2 separate regions of the Mus musculus genome follow, and region 2 is linked to region 1. A link is a contact called in public HiChIP or PLAC-seq data. All regions are on one chromosome and are shown on one strand. The core of a region is the stretch at or near the end of the contact, and the rest is flanking DNA. Distances in the headings are between cores, read along the strand shown. Region 1 holds the start of Serp2 (stress-associated endoplasmic reticulum protein family member 2). Region 2 has its middle 22 kb from the start of 1700105F02Rik.

Region 1 (3,551 bases), core at 580-3,079:
TGAGATCATTTTACATCTCTTTTGTTTTTTGTTTTTTCGAGATGGGATTTCTCTGTGTAGCCCTGGCTGTACTGGAACTCACTTTGTAGTCCAGGCTGGCCTCGAACTCAGAAATCTGCCTGCCTCTGCCTCCAAAGTGCTGGGATTAAAGGCGTGCAATACCACTGCCCGGCTTCATTTTACATCTGAACTCAGATTCCTTCGTTCATTAGAAAGAGCCACAGCTGCTTATTCCACTATGTCAGCAAATAGGTCTGCCACCTTGAGAAGGAAGAAATGATCTACTTTGAGCATAAAATAATTGCCTTTAATGCCAACTTGGGCAGTGGCTCCCTGCCCTGACCCAGTAATAAAACCTCATAGGGGAAACAGATTCCTGCGAAAAATATGGTTCCCATTCTATGGCGCCTTGGCATTTTGTCCCCTCCAATCATAGCTAAATGCTCTAGTTCCCCAAAAGAAGGAATTTTAAGGGTTACCTCAGCCTGGGGCTGTGTACAAAGCTCTGAGTAGTTTGACGCCATGGCTTCTCTGCCACAATTCTGCTTGGTTTAACAAGAATTCCGGTGTGATGACTACACAGCCAGCTTTTCCCCTCAGTTAATCAAACCAACATAATTTCTTTGCTAAAAGGCATTGCCTCATCAAGTCTGCGTTTCCAGACAAACCCAAGCTTCGGCTGGACTTCCCCATAATCGTATGGGCTAATAGATTCCAGGCGCCTTTGCAAACCAGTTCTTCGCAACGATGCAAACCCACACAAGCCTTGGATGGTTCAAAGTCACAGGCCTGACATTTTCTGGAGCAGATAACTTGGTTTCCTAAAGGAAATCTCTGCACTTAAGGTACACAGTTTACTTAAGATTCCAGGGGTAAAGCTTTAATACACAGTCTGGGAGCAAAGAACCTCGGGCACTAAGCTGGTCGCTACAGTTACAGCATCATAATGCGCCAGAATCCATACGGTGAATTATAGGCAGTAACGATGCACTCAGCTTTGGCTGAGGCGGCTTCAGTTTGCAAGAGAAAGAGGAGGGTGAAGAGAAATGTAGCTCGGAATCTCACGCCCTACTTTTATACCATATATATAATATATATGTACACACACACACACACACACACACACACACACACACACACAGGGAGAAGAGACAGACGATCACAAAAAGGGTGGAAAGAAAAATCTTAGCATGGGGGTGGGGAGAGAGTCCAGGGGCGGAGCCTGGAAGCTGTGGATAAGTGGCATTCTATCATTCGTTCATCCTTTCGTTCATTCATTCACTTAGTAGGCTCCCAGCCCAGTTGGCTTCACTGGCCCCTAAGATGCAGCTTTTAGCCTTTTTCAAGGACGATGGCTCCTTCTCTTGGGGAGTCTCCACCAACCAGAGCCCTCTCCGCCCACGAGAAAGCAGAGCAGTCTGCGCCCCCCAGAGCCCCGCTGGGTCCCCCAGCCTGCGGGACCCCGGAGGAGGGGCCGGGAGGCCTGGCTCCGAGCCCACGGCCCGCCCGCCCCGCCCCGCTCCGCCCCGCGGGTCCTGCCAGCTCGGCCCGGCCGGCGCCGCCCCCGCCTTACCAGGGTTTTGGCTACGTTTCCCCTCTGGGTGATGTTTTTGCTGTGCTTCTCGTTAGCCATCCGGATCCGCTGTTTGGCCACCATGGCTTGGGCGCTTGGGGATGCTCTCGACTCCCACCTGCAACGATGGCCGGGGTGAGCCGTAGCCGCAGCGCCCCGCGGCTTGCCCGGGCGCTGCAGGTGGCAAGGCACGGCCGAGCCCCGCGCACCCCGCTCCCGGAGCCCCAGCCAGCCGGCTCCAGAGAGAGGCCAGCGCGCGGACGGAAGTAATCTCTCATCTCAGGAAACCCTCTCCGACTTCCTCGCCATCCTTCCGGTCCCCCCAGCTACCTACCCTGCGCGGCCACCGAGGCAGGAGGCGGGAAGCGAGAGGCGGGCGCTGACACAGCGCCGCGCGCCAAGCCCAAGGGCACCGTGGCCCGGGGTGTCCGGGTCCTGAGATCGAACGCTGCGGGGCATAGGGTTCGGGCGACCCGGCGTTTGTGCGTGCGTGGGGGGTGGGGACGCAGCCGCACCCAGCCTGGTGACCTCTGACTGTTTCCTGACCACCTCGGGACAGGCAGGGATTGGGGCGCTGGTGCTTCAAGCTGAAGGCTAGACCCTAGGCATCGAGCGCTGAGTCTCAGAGCTGAGCCTGGCCAGGTTTGGGTAGTACTGTTGGGAAACACCCCAAAAGAACCTGCCCTTTAGGTGTCTGAGGAAACCCCACTTGGCAAGTTGGGTTGTGCAAAAAGAGACCCTTTGTGACATGGGACGAAGAGCCAAGAAGCCTCTTTCTGGTCCCTGAAAAATGTGGATGAGGGTGGAGTTGGACCAGACCTCACCTTGGCAGTGGTGGTCATCACACTAGCAGATTGCCCCAGAAACCACTGAGTGCATAGAGGGCAAAGGGTTCATGAGCCTACAGTACAGGAAGAATGGATGGCCACTGCCCATAACCAAAGTGTTGACCAGGCTTGGACTCTTATCCCCCACTGCCCCACCACCACTACTGTCTTGGGGCATCTTGGACCTTCAGGCATCCCTGTTCTATGGGGTACTAAGTGTGAGCTCCCAGACAGCATTGGGAGTTTCTCTGCAGTGAAAGGACAAAAATCAATATTTGAATATCCAGATGCTGACCCCGAGATTTAGCTAGGGGAGGAGTGGGGGCTGAACCGCTTATCTTTCCTCAACAAATATGGCTCCTTGGAGCTCAGGAGGGACATCTGGAGAAGTGGGAAGAGGTGGTCCAGGGTTAGGACAATACAAAATAGCACTCAAGGGTAAGGAGTGAGAGCTGTGTAGACCAGATATGTCGGATGCATCTCTGATCCTATCTATCTGTGCCTGGAGGATGCTTCAATAGGCTCTGGTATGGGTAGAATTTCTTATGTGGGTAGAAAGCTAGGAAGAGCTCTTTAGGATACGGTTTATCTTAGAGTTTCTGTTGGGATGAAACTCAAGCAGGGCAGAAACCTGGAAGCAGGAGCTGATGCAGAGGCTGTGGAGGGTGCTGCTGACTGGCTTACTTTTTCTGGCTTGCTCAACCTGCTTTCTAATAGAATCTGGGCCCACCTGCTCAGGGATGGCACCACCCACAATGGGCTGGGGCCTCCCCTTCAATCTGTAATTAAGAATATGCCTTACAGCTGGAGCTCATAGTCTCATTTCTCAACGGAGGCTCCTTCCACTCTGAAGACTCCAGCTTGGGTCAAGTTAGACAAAACCAGCCAATATACCCTTCTATCAACTGGTTAGAAATCTCTTCACTTGAATGAGCAGCTACTGGCTTCATTAACAGTATGAGCAGCCACCAACATCACAGGACCACTTAAGTCTGACCTATTCTGGTCCCTGATTTTAAGGACCACTGTGGGGAGCGGTGCGGCTGCAGGACCCGTGAAACCCACTTGTTTACTGCCTTGCCAGAGCATGCACAGTGAGGCTGCATGCGTGGGCTGCCTGCCAGGCTGGACTGTTCCTTGTGGTCAGGACC
Region 2 (3,551 bases), core at 445-2,944, 140 kb after region 1:
ACAAATAGCATCTGTGTGCTTGTGTATGTGTGTATGTGCGTATGCGCATGCATGTGTGTGCATGTGTGTGTTTCCTGATATGGATTTTGCTTTTTTTTTCCTCCTAATGTCCCCCTCCATCACCAAGCACAATTATTAGCATCTCTATACCACCGAGAGAAGGAGGAATGGTAACTGTCTGTTTGGGTCTACTCTTAGCCACACCGGTGGCCTTTAGTGTTTTGCTCTGCCTACTTATGTGAAGCTTTGGAGAGAAGCAGAATCTGGCTTGGGATTTATTTACCATCCTACGTATACTTTGTGTGTTCACACAAGCTCCTTGAACACAGCCTAGGTACAATAATGGTAACCAAAGTCGTTGTTCAGAGTTAGAGTAGGCCTTTGTTGAGTGTCTTCCACGTGTAGGGTACTTTTGTAAGCAGGTCTTGAAGACTCATCTCTTCCTTGAGCAAAAGATGAAGTGTGTGAGGGGAAGGCACTAGAATTTCAGGTTTGTTGTGTTCTGATCTTTGAATTTCTCAATGAATTTTAGTAAAGTCTGATTCTTACATGGTTCTTACATGGTCCCATTTTAAAGCCTGTACATGTTTGTTTGGGGTCTTTTTTTTTTGTTTTTGACAATAATTGAAAAGAAGTACGGACTTGAGACCTTTTGGGATTCCCAGGCCTCCCTGGACAGTACACTGGCTCCCTCTCTCCTTCTTCCTCCTTCACCTCTCTGATTCCAGGAACTCTTCCCATTCGGGGCCTCATACTAATTGCTTCCTGTGGTAACACTGCCTTCCTCTTGCTCGATAAGGGCGGAGCCTCCATCTCTTGGGGACCTCGTGTGTTTCTGCATCCTGGAAAGGTGGAAACTGTGTGTCCCCCACGCTAGCTCAAGGACAAGAGGCACAGAGTGCAGTCAAGGGGAGAATTTGGCTCCCAGTGTCTAAACACGCCAATCCAAGCCTTCTGCGTGACTGTGCCTGCAAATCTCAGCTTTCACTGCACATTTTAGACTACCCAGTTCTATTACTCCCTTCTCCTCTCCTGTTGGCCTCAGAGGATCTTCCAGTCCATTCAAGAGAAACAGTTTTAATTAAGCATCGCTGTGAACTTGATCATCTTTAAGTCTCTGATTTCTCACGGGAAGCTGGGGGATAAGCTGGGGTGGAGCTCGGTGGAGGGGGTTAGTTCTCAAGGCCGTGGTCAGAAGACAAAAAAACGTTGGCAGAGCTATGTCCTGCCAAAAATGGAGGAGTCCAAATGAAAATCAACATTGATGAAAGGAGGGCAGCTCACCTCACCGTGACGTTAGTACCCTAGGCTGGCACGCTCATGTAAGTCCAGATAGGAAATAAACAACATCCCAAGGGTTCCAGTAAGAAAAGGATGACAGCCTTGGAGCACAGCTGCAGCCACTTTCTGGGATTAGACTCTGCTGGTGCCTTTGGCCTTGGTTCCTCCCACCCCCAGTGCTATTTGATCCCTACAGCTTTGCTTCCACTGGGTTCAAGTACATGCTTGCAGGCTTCTCTTTGCCCAGCAAGTAAACAAACCTCCAATGACAAAGGAAAACACTGGCCTGGTGCAGGGTTTCAAGGCAGGAGGCCTGAGATGGGGATTTCCCTGTTTGTTATGACAGGAGCCCTGCTCTCCCCATAGGGTTGAGAGGAACGGGAATAAGGTTGAAAAGCCTTGAGTCAGGCCCAGAGAATTTCAGTTTCAACATCGCCTCAGCCAGCAGGTGCTTAATCATTCTAATTACCTTCAACACAAAGGTCATGGCTGAAGTAAATGATTATCTGCTGGCTGCTTCGCTTAGTGTACTACATCTTTGCTTAGCATATGGAGAAGGACTTTACTGTACTGTGCTTTGTTTCTATGGGATGGTTACCACAGTCAGTGGTGGGTCTGTAGCTGGCTGCCCTTGAGGGCCTGTATGGACAGCCCCATAGAGGATGGAAGGTGGCACAGGCTGCGCAGGGTAGCTTGCTATTCAAGGGTAAGTGCATGTAAGGTGGTGTAATCTTGCCCAAGTCCAAGGCTCCCTGGGTTCTTACCGTACTCAAGGAGAAGGAAGGAAAAAAGGAAGGAGGGAGGGAGGGAGGGAGGGAGGACACAGGACTACTGGAAAGACCTCTTTACACCATGGTTTTGTACCAAGGGTCTTGGGTACAACTGGCTGTGTCACTCCTCAGAACCTAGGAACAGCATGTGCAACCCCCGGAAGATGTCAGCTTGCTCCCTGAGGAAACAGCTTGGTCAAGAGTCATTCAGAAGAGGAGGCCTTGCAGCCTCTTCTCTAAGCTACGCAGAAGGCTGAAGGATAACAAATTCAAAAGGATAAAGTTTGATGCCGATCTAGGCAACTTTGTGAAGCCTTGCCTCAAAAAAAAAAAATCCCCCCAAAACAAAACAAAACAAAAAAACCACCACCACCAAGAAGAATCTCAGTGGTTGATTGATTGGTTGATTGATTACCTGTTACGTACACGATCTGAGGCCTAATCTATATAGTATGGCACAAACAGAATAAGCAGTGACAACAAAACACCAGAAGCTTCCCTCCTTAGTGACAGGGGAAGGAGAGTATCAAAGATTACCAACTCTGATCTAGAGTGAACTCTGAAATTTAATCACTTTATTTTCAATATGAATAAGTGTTGAGCATAATTTGTTGGGGACTATGTTTAAGGGGGATGAGGAGAATGGGGGATGGGTTGATAGAAATGTCAAATGCAGTCTGATACTTTCTTCCCCTCCTTTTTTTTCTGTGTGGGACTCATTTGGTATATACATATACTGTCTATGTATTTCATATATATATATATATATATATATATATATACTATCTAATATATAAATATACTAGATAGTATCTACACATACGTATTCTACTCATGTCTACACATCATATTACTCTCCTCAGCAACCCAAACCACATGTTGTGTTAGTCATCTTCCTATCGCAATAATTTTTTTGAAATTATTAGTAAAACACCATTTCAGATGTTTGACTCCAGCATGAATGCATCCAGTTGCCTTAGTCCTGTGGTGAGACAGTATATCATGGTGGGAGCATGTGACTGAACAGAAGAACCACAAAGAAATGAATGTGAGGGAGGTTCCCTGGCGTCTCCTAAGGACACACCCCCAGCTCCCACCTCCTAAAGGCTCTACTACGCCCTAATCTCATGGCCCTGTCATCAGGCTTCTGCCTCATCTGGAGATCAACTTTTTCACATGGACCTTTGGGATGACTTAAGACAAAAATCCAGAAAATAGCCACTTTAGTTAACTTCCCATTATACATTATAGTATAATACACTGTGTTGAATATTTACTCCTTGCTAGTCTCTTTAAAGCATCACAATTTTAAAGAGGAAAATGATAGAAAAGTGATATACCCTTTCATTGATACATCATGACTTCTTTTTAGGTTTAAACAGTTGAGATCCATAAGCCCTTCGTTGTTCACAGCAGGGCATGTATGCTATTTAGAAAACTCCTCTAGGTTTGTGGTCCAAAGTGTCAAAATTTTCTAAGTGGTGGTTTGACTGAAATTGG

What was found. HiChIP or PLAC-seq counts read pairs in DNA pulled down with a chosen protein or histone mark.
Region 2: a contact with region 1 is called in an HNF4G HiChIP or PLAC-seq map of pancreatic cancer cells. The contact joins the enhancer-like site here to the promoter of Serp2 in region 1. A contact is called at or near these places in 13 of 39 promoter capture datasets (the 3T3-L1 cell line, the C10 cell line, the HPC-7 cell line and 7 more), 11 of 484 Hi-C or Micro-C datasets (the HL-1 cell line, the HPC-7 cell line, Sertoli cells and 6 more), 8 of 115 datasets of contacts at active chromatin or transcription factors (embryonic forebrain, embryonic hindbrain, embryonic stem cells and 3 more) and 2 of 9 other capture datasets (embryonic stem cells and liver).

Annotation. Positions count from the first base shown.
Region 1 is chr14:76,554,858-76,558,408 of GRCm38.p6, forward strand. It overlaps Serp2 (stress-associated endoplasmic reticulum protein family member 2), which reads right to left and starts at 1,830. Exons shown (of 3, transcript NM_001160326.1): 1 at 1,574-1,830. The coding sequence starts at 1,657.
Region 2 is chr14:76,697,362-76,700,912 of GRCm38.p6, forward strand. No RefSeq gene overlaps it. Among named protein-coding and RNA genes, the nearest start is that of 1700105F02Rik, 22 kb to the left of the region's middle. Within about 2 kb of position 1,695, at least 121 of the 459 cell types and tissues checked have an H3K27ac peak or open chromatin away from gene starts, as enhancers often do. A contact at or near this core is called in the HL-1 cell line, the HPC-7 cell line, embryonic fibroblasts and 4 more, where this site is marked.